Regions from separate parts of the Zea mays genome. Here region 1 is linked to region 2. A link is a contact called in public Hi-C data. All regions are on one chromosome and are shown on one strand. The core of a region is the stretch at or near the end of the contact, and the rest is flanking DNA. Distances in the headings are between cores, read along the strand shown. Region 1 holds the start of LOC103635287 (ABC transporter B family member 11). Region 2 holds the start of LOC100282264 (anaphase-promoting complex subunit 10).

The links. A called contact is a pair of places that touch in the nucleus more often than the background predicts.
Region 1: a Hi-C map of ear shows a contact between it and region 2, with 4 times the contacts expected there. The contact joins the promoter of LOC103635287 here to the promoter of LOC100282264 in region 2. A contact is called at or near these places in 3 of 25 Hi-C or Micro-C datasets (ear, leaf and tassel).

What each region holds. Positions count from the first base shown.
Region 1 is chr8:64,998,504-65,003,087 of Zm-B73-REFERENCE-NAM-5.0, reverse strand. It overlaps LOC103635287 (ABC transporter B family member 11), which reads right to left and starts at 3,287. Exons shown (of 12, transcript XM_008657780.3): 1 at 2,877-3,287; 2 at 2,466-2,520; 3 at 1,824-1,999; 4 at 1,360-1,581; 5 at 1,036-1,274; 6 at 112-637; 7 at 1-19. The coding sequence starts at 3,104.
Region 2 is chr8:64,797,736-64,802,715 of Zm-B73-REFERENCE-NAM-5.0, reverse strand. It overlaps LOC100282264 (anaphase-promoting complex subunit 10), which reads left to right and starts at 2,145. Exons shown (of 6, transcript NM_001155176.2): 1 at 2,145-2,730; 2 at 2,820-2,880; 3 at 2,963-3,055; 4 at 3,435-3,505; 5 at 4,015-4,119; 6 at 4,456-4,953. The coding sequence starts at 2,525. The coding sequence ends at 4,525.

The sequences.
Region 1 (4,584 bases), core at 2,038-4,537, 200 kb before region 2:
CGACCATTGTGTCTAGGCCCTGAAATAACAAAGTTCTCGATTAATTATGGTTAGTTATAACATATATGTAACTTTGCACAAGTATGAAACAATTTTGTTTAATCTACATACATATGGTAACTTATCGATGAAATTTGCTGCATTAGCAAGCTTTGTTGCAGCCATTATCTCCTCAGCTGTTGCATCTTCTTTCCCATAGGCAATGTTCTCCCGAATACTAGTGGCAAACAACAGTGGTTCTTGACTAACAAGACCAATAGTTTCCCTTAGCCATCCAAGCCTCAGGCTTTTTATGTTAACACCATCTATTGAAACTTCACCAGCCTGAGGGTCATAGAATCTCTCCACAAGATTAATCACTGTGGACTTTCCACTGCCACTCTCTCCCACTATAGCCATTGTTTTCCCACTTATTACATGCAGCGAGAAGCCATCAAATACCAATTGATCACGTCTAGATGGGTACGAAAAGTACACATCCCTTAGCTCTATATCACCCTTCATGTTTGCTAGCACGATCCCATCTGTTCCATTAGGATCAATTTGTGGCTTCCTTTGGATTATCTGCATCATTCTATACCCAGCAGCCCGGCCAGAAGCAAAAGCAGTCACGCATGGTGTTGCCTCACCTAATGACCTGATAAGGAAAAATGTGAAGAACAATTATACAGGAACAAATATTCATTTTCATGGTAAAATGAATAGTAACATCAGCTCTACCATAAACCAAAATACTGTCAGTGCAATGGAAAACCATTATCGTAATCACTTCGAGAACAAAGTGATTAATCCAATCGTTTAGATGGTTTGTGAAACTGTATGCCTAATGAATCTATCATGTTATGCATGAATTAGGTTGGGCAGGCCAGGGCACACTACACGTAATCAATGGATTCAAATTCAAAATACTGGAAAATTGTAGCCGAGGATTATAGAATTGAATCTATGCACCTTGCACAAGAATTAATTGATCCAGAAAGAAAATATATGCATATGGCATTTTACAACAAGGTTGAATGAATATTGATGACTTACATTGCACCTGCCATGAATGCCATCCAGACACTTACAACCTGACCTCCTTCATATCCTTTATCAATAATCAGTTTTGCCCCATACCATGCTGTTAGACCATAGGCACAGAACAGAATAAGCATAACAAAACCGAAGCCCAGGCCAGTAACCGTTCCTTCTTGGACAGCAGCTACATATGCATTCCTGATATATTTATTGTACAGCGCAATGGCCCGATTCTCACCATTGAAGGAAGCAACCTTTCAAAAATTAGCCCAAGAAGAAGTTGGTTATGAATCCAAACCAATAGTAAGGATTAAAGAGAATATTTAAGCAAGGGTCTACTGTTCTGATGGCTCCAATTGTCTGTTCCACAACAATGCCTGCTTCATTGTACTTAGCTTGACCCTGGCTCGCCAGTTTCGATACAGTCCATGAAATAGCTGCTCCAGCAACTACTATAGGAGGGACGCTTGACATCATAACAGCAGCTAAAAGCCATCCTTTAGAGAAAGCAACCGCAAACCCTCCAACAAATGTGGCAGTAAGCTGTATAAACTTCCCAACCTGGAATGGAAACGAATATTTGAGTTGACTATCCAGAACAGACATCAGATCACCACAATTTGCAATCACATATTCGCATATAAGGATAATTTATACTCCTTAATTCGAAACACAGAAGATAAGTTTAAATCATTAGATACAAACACGCTGCCTATGTGCTTCGTCGCTTTAGTAAAGTTAATATGAACCAGCATCACAATGCACAAGCTGACAATGATGTGTTTACAGTTACATGGGTCAACCTTTTCGCCAATTGCATCCTGGATAAGTATTGTATCTCCGGACATACTCTCAACCAATTGTCCAGTGGTCATTTCCTTGTCAAAAAATGCAATGTCTTGTCTCAATAGAGCTTTAAGATAGAGACCTCGTATGCGAGCTGCTTGTCTTTCTCCAGTGATCATCCAACATGCAACCTCTATTAAAACAATAAAAAACACTAACACCTTAGTGCTAATCTATAACTGGCAGTGCCTCAAAACAATGAAAAAGAGTAACACCTTAGATGCCTCTGGCAGTATCTATGCTGCAGAAAATAGTGGATCTAAGTAGCCTATTACAAACCTGGTTAATGTTTCTCCTTTCTGAAAGAAGATAAAGTTACTACGGGATTTCTTGGTTTCAGTTATAGGCTTATGGCAATATGAATAACATACCATCACGTGAATAGACTTTCACGAAGTAAAATTGGTTCCCATTCCTATAATTTTTCGTATACATGGTCACATGGGCTAGGTGCAAAACCGTGCTTCATTCTTTTCCATTCTGAAGGTTAATAAGATTTAGTGGGTGACTGAAAAACTAATATTCATCACTATAAAGGCTGACTAAAGCATAAACAAACACAATAAACCACTGAGGATTGAGGAAATACTAGTACTCACGTAGGAAGCAAACAAACCATGACCCAATGGCCAAATAGAAGAACTTCAGGCACACCTGAAACAGCAGTGTAAAAGATTTTAGTCGAGGATGAATCCCATCTGTTTCCATCGCAGGAAGATGTTATCCAGCAAACAATGGGATCACAAGCAGTACAATGGATAACAGTCCTATTTTATTTACTAATTTACTTCACATGTTCGAAATGAACTATGGAGTGCCACGTGCTTAGTAGTAAGTAGTAACTAGCACTACCCGTGTGAAATGTGAATGTGTGATCAGAATACCAGATCACCCGAATAGTTGAGCATCTGAATAACTAATATTTCATCAGTATAAGATGCACCCCGGAGATCGAGATTTATCATCACTAACATTCATCAGTCCAACGAGGATCGAGATTCGATGCACACCCCGGAGACGCGGTGCAGTACGTCATGGCGGGACGCAGAGCCGAAGGCGTCGACGACCTCGCCGAAGACGAGCGTCATGAGCGGCTGCGCCACGCCGCTGGCGACAGCCCCCGCGGCCCCCACGGCCATGAGCGCCGCGTCCACGCCGTCCGCGAACCGGAACAGCCGGTGCAGACCCACCACTCCCTTCTCTTCCTCCTCCAGGGCTTCTGGTGCTGGTGAGGCCATCCCTCTCTCTCCTCGGCTCCGCGTGCTCGACGATACGGGCGTTGCATCGCTGGGGTAGAGCAAGGCGCGCTTTATAGCGGCGGGGGCCGGCCGCGGGAGTGCAGATTCCGGGGACTCTCGCACGCGGGGCGGGAGGAAGCAGAGGCGGGCAGGCGGCCACCGGATTTTGGAGCGTGTAGCGGGCTGCAACTGCAACTGCGATTTAAATTGCTAATCTGTACTACGTCTACGTCTCATATCTCTATGGAACAATTGGATCTATACCATTAAAAGATCCAAACTTTAGATATATACCATGGACCCCACATGTCATTGACTTATGTGGACCCACATGTAAGTGAGATAGTAATGGTATGGATCCAAAGTGGTGATCTTTTAATGGTATGGATCCAAATTTCCCTATCTCTATAGACATACACCTCAATTCCAAAATAAATCTCTATACCAGAGACGGACTCACCACTGCCTTTGCCGCTGGAGGGAGCACGCAAGTCTAAATATTTGATTCCAGCTGATAATCTCGCATATGGTTGTTAGCAGTTGATAATCTTATCTAGGTCTGTTCGGTTATTCCGGATTCAACATCCGAACAATTCTACTTGAAATGATAGTTTAATTTGTATTTAATTAATCATCTAGAATAGTTTCTAGTCTCGTTCCGATGTAACCGAACAGGCCCCTAGGTTATCTTTAATTCATGTGGCCGTCACTACTCTATACCATGTTGGAAAAAGTCAACTAATCTAAACTTTAACCATATATATAAAAAATAATATTTTTTATGTTAGTCACATTATATGTTTTTTATAATAAATATATAAGTCAACTAATCTAAACTTTCACCAAATATGTATAAAAAGTTTAATACTTTTATGTTAGTCACATTATATGTTTTTATAATAAATATATTTAGGGATATAAAATCAACAATATTTTCTATAAAACTAACCAAAATTAATATAAGTTGACTTCTAGAAATATAAAATGAACAATAAAGAAGGTATTTAGTATATATCTAATTTTTCTCTATCTACATCTCTACGGTCTAAAAAGACAATGTCTATTCAGTAGGATCAAACCCTTATCTGTCTATATCTCTACAACTTAGAAAAACAATATCTGTTCGGGAGAACCAAACCTCTTCTCTAATGGCTACATCGACAGGACCAAATTCCCACCCAACGTTGACTATTCGGCAGGACCAAATTCAACGGCGTTTCTAAAACACGGGGCCAAATCACTGCACAAAAAATCGCAATAAAAGATGATTCACGGAATCAATGCACATGAATAAAAGACAGTAAAAGATGAACTCGTCGCAAGTTTTGGTCATCTCTTTTCCCCCCCTTTTCAGCTGCGCAAGGAGTATGATAGCGCTTTGTTTTTAAGAACGAGGTGGTAAAATTGTAAAGTTAAAAAACAAGGAATAAAATCACAATTGCAACACTGAAGAGGGGTATAATCATAAATACTCCTTTTT
Region 2 (4,980 bases), core at 896-3,395:
GTCTCTTGCCTTGGTTACAATTGAGTTAGAATCAAGAAAGAATGAAGAAGAAAAGCAATCCAAGCGCAAGAGCTCAAATGAACACAAGTCTCTCTCTCTCACGAGTCACTATTTGATTGGAATGATCTTTTGACTTGGGAGAGGATTTGATCTCTTTGGTTGTGTCTTGTATTGAATGCTATAGCTCTTGTAAGGTGTCTGAAGGCTGAAAACTTGGATGCATTGAAGTGTGGAGGTTGGGGGTATTTATAGCCCCAACCACCAAAAGAACCGTTGGTGAGGGCTTCTATCGCATGGCACACCGGACAGTCCGGTGCGCCACCAGACATTGTCCGGTGCGCCAGCCACGTCACCCAGCCGTTGGATTCTGACCGTTGGAGCTTCTGACATCTGGGTCACCGGACAGTCCGGTGGTGCACTAGACAGGTCCTGTAGACTGCCTGGTGCGCCTTCTGGCGCGTGCCTGACTTCTGCGCGCACTGTAGCACATTTAATGCCCTTGCAGACGACCGTTGGCGCGAAGTAGCCGTTGCTCCGTTGGCACACCGGACAGTCCGGTGAATTATAGCGGAGCGGCTCCCAGAATTCTCGAAGGTGAGCAGTTCGGAGTCGGGTTCCCTGGTGCACCGGACACTGTCCGGTGCACCAGACAGGGCACACTTCGGTTGTCTTTTGCTCCCTTTGTTTGAACCCTTTCTTGGTCTTTTTATTGGTTTATTGTGAACCTTTGGCACCTGTAGAACTTATAGTCTAGAGCAAACTAGTTAGTCCAATTATTTGTGTTGGGCAATTCAACCACCAAAATCAATTAGGAAAAGGTGTAAGCCTATTTCCCTTTCAGCGGGAGACTACAATCACGGCTTGCCCGCAGCCACCCTCGGGCGAGAGACGCAGTCACACCTCGCCTGAGGCCACCCTCGGGTGGAAGACGCAGTCACAGATTGGTCGAGGCCACCTTGAGGTGGGAGACAGAGTCACACCTTGCCCGAGGGTGGCCTCGGGCGGGAAACGCAGTCATGCCTCGCCCGAGGCCATCCTCGGACAGGAGACGCAATCACCTCGGGCGGGAGACGCAGTCATGCCTTACTCGAGGCCAACTTGAGGCAGGAGACGCAGTCACGGCTCGCCCGAGGCCACCCTCGGTGGGAGATGCAGTCACGCCTTGTCCCAGGCTAACCTTGGTCGGGAGACGCAGTCATGCCTCGCCCGAGGCTACCCTTGGGCGGGAGACACATTCACGCCTCGCCCGAGGCTAACCTCGGACAGGAGACGCAGTCAGGCCTCGCCCGAGGCCAACCTCGGGCGGGAGACACAGGTTTTTATTACTGATATTTATAAAAGGCACTTCTTTGCAATCCTAATGACTGATATTTTGCAGGTTCTTATGTCATGGAAATTCAACGATTTAAATGAGGTAACCAGTCATCCATGTAAGAAACTACTATATATTAACACAACTATAGAAAAATAGCAGAAATTATTTTAGCTTATAAATACCATGGTATTCATAGTTTCATAACACTAAATATTTTATAAACCCGTGATTCAAAACCTATCTAACAAATTGTAGTCATCATATCAACCATATATTTTAGAAATCATAACTAATAACAATATGTGCACCAATCAAAATCAATTAATCAAAACCATACTAAGCAATATACGTAACAAACGAGTTAATGAGACACCATATCTTGGTCTTAAAGCTATACAGATCAAATCAAAGTTTTCCAACTCGAATACAGAGATTGGAGCATCTCTCGGTTGTATGGAAGCAGATGGAAATGAGGGAGACAAATGATCGGGCGTAGCTCGACACCAAGGTCTGTGGCGCACGTTGGCGCCATGTCGACCCTTGCTTGCCAGCTTGGCACGTACACCACAGCCGTGTTAACTTGGTGCCACGGGGTGTGGTGTCGAGCATAAGGTCAAAAAACGGAATTAAGTCGTCTAAGGGCCTAAACATAATTATTTTCTCTCGAAAAAGAGCTAAAATATCAAAAATGGGAAATATGGATTTGTACCATTAAAAGATTACAACCGTAGATATATATCATTTTTATCTCACTTACATGTGAGGTTTACATGAGTCAATGACATGTATAATCAATGGTATATATTTAAAGTTATAATCTTTTAACGGTACGCATCTAATTATTAAAAAATAAAAAAAAACTGAGACCCCCACTTGGGCACTCGACGAAACGGCGACTCCTGCGCCGGGGGATCCCCATACCATACGCCGCGCCGCCGCCACGAACAGCGACCGCCGCGAGGGCGACACGACCGGCAACCGGCCGAGGGGAGATACGATAGGCGAGTGCGGACGGCCTATCGCCGTGCGACAGCGGCACCCCGGTGTGGTCGCGTGCGCCGCCGGCGCCGGGCCAAGGCGTCAAGCGCTGCCCAGTCCCGATTCCGCCCTGCACTGCCTCTCGCCCTGTCCTGTCTGACTGTCCGAGACTCTGACTCCGCCCTGGTGAGCGTTCTTCACTCCTCCGATTCTTCACCTCGCACTGGTCCGATGGAATCCGACGCCGAGGAGGAAGCGGCGGCGACCCCAGCAGCGGCGGCGACCCCAGGCGCTGGGCGTCTGAAGGGGAACCCGGAACTGACTGTGGACGCGGACATGCGAGAGATGGCGAAGACGGCCGCGTGGAGCGTCAGTTCCTGCAAGGCCGGCAACGGCGTCGCGGCCCTGCGCGACGACAACCTCGACACCTACTGGCAGTCAGTGGATCACCTTTTTTTTTCTTTGTCGAATTAGTTGAAGCTAGAAGGTCAGAGTTGGTGATTCGGGTCCTGCGATTTGGTTTCAGGTCTGATGGGGCGCAGCCGCACCTGGTGAACATCCAGTTCCAGAAGAAGGTGCAGCTGCAGGTGCCTGCTTCAGTAGAGATGCTACTCCTTTGCCTTGTGATTCGATGGTTTTGAGACTAATTGGTTCTATGTTGTGCGGTAGCTCGTTGTGCTCTACGTGGATTTCAAGCTCGACGAGAGTTACACGCCGAGCAAGATCTCCATCCGGGCCGGGGATGGCTTCCACAACCTAAAGGTACGCTTTTTCTCCATGAGATATCATTTGAAGGATGTTCAGAACCTAGTCGGCTGTAATAGATTTAAACAAGATTATACATGTTGATTCGTCCGAGTTGAGTATGACACAGAGTCCGAGTTCCGAAACCTGCGAAATAATCATTCTGAGGGTAAACTTGAACTGATTTTATACACTGTAACTAGATCGTTTTTCTGGTATTTTGTGCCTTCCTAGAAGTTAGATACAGTTAATATGACCTGACATTACCTGGAGGTTTGCTTCTGCATTGCAAGTACTGCTGTATGAACTAGTCGTTTGAAAATTGAAATGTTGAGCTTACTAACTGCCAGTTTTGGCATCATTTGAATATTTACAGTAACGTATCTCATGATTCCAGGAGATTAGAACGGTGGAGCTTGCAAAGCCAGTTGGATGGGTCCACATATCATTATCCGGGATTGATCCACGGTATGCATTGTAATATGAAGATGAATAACCGTTCCTAAAATTATGTGTATACTCCCTTTATACATGTAGGAGGACAAAACAAATGTGCAGAGCTTAGCTAACAGCCTTGGTTTGTTGTTTTGGTTTGAATCTATGTGTTGAATTTGAAAAGACTTGGATATCCTGTCGGGTTTGTCGTTCCATACCGAACATTTGAGCCAGATAATACTACATCCATAATATTGTTAAGGCCCATTAGGCCCAGGCCTGCTGCCTATATATATAACCTATAGTCCTTAGGGACTGATTATCAATCGTCAATCCCAAGGTTAGTAACAAATATCACCAGGAAAGAGTTAAAATATTTTATGTAGTGAATGCTTGAAGAATTTTATCATCATAATAATTTAGGAAGTGAAACTATTTTAGAAGTTAGTGGAAGGGACACTCTATTTAAAGCTTGTACTACTTGATTTTACTTCTGTAATGTAGGCAGATATATTACTGTCTTTTTTTGGGTATGTATGCAGAGAAACATTCATTCACACATTTATGCTCCAAATTGCTGTTTTATCCAATCATCTGAATGGGAGGGATACTCATGTCCGACAGATCAAGATCTACGGGCCAAGACCGTAAGATGGATATACCTTGCATATCTATTACTACCTCTGTTTGTTTATATGTCGTTGGTCAGTTCAATTTTGAACTAAGCGGTGTCATATATTGAACTAAGCGGTGTCATATAAAAAAATCGGAGGGAGTATTATTTTGTAATACATGAGTATGTTTGACTAAACCAAGATCTATGGAGCTACAATAGAGTTAATAGACGCTTGTACCCATACAATGCCACATGGTCTACATAGGATTTGATGCTTGTACTCATCACATGCCACATGACCTAGATAGAATGATAGAACTTTATGTACAATTAAAATCTTGATTTTTTTATGGTGTTCTTGTTTCAGGAATCCTGTTCCCCACCAGCCGTTTCATTTTACTTCCAGGGAGTTCATCACATACTCTACTATTAGATGACAGTGGATGAGCAATCAAGATAGGATCGGCAGCTCATGGCTCTGGATGATCGCGCCATATTAGTATATTTGCCTGCTTGTGTGCTGTCTATCGGGTCTTGGACGTGTATGTGTAATGAAGTTGTTAAGTTAGCTCAGCAGCATCCACATCTCATATTTTAAACCCCACTACATAAAGAGTGCAGTGCAAAATAGTGATTTGCAGGGCACATGTACCTGCTGGCCATAGCCTTAGGTAGCAATAACATACTTTTGAATTTGTTTCGCGGCCTCTGTTGGCTTGCAGTGTTTGCTTGGTTCATTGGTTGGTCCCAATCATTTTGTGCCCTTGATGTTCAGTGCCTTAGGTTAGCCTATACAGTTTATGGACGGTCGTACTGTTAAACCTTTGAAACTTTGTAGTTTCATTTAAAAAAAAACATTTTTATGAAAATTGCCAACACACGCATGTGGCAT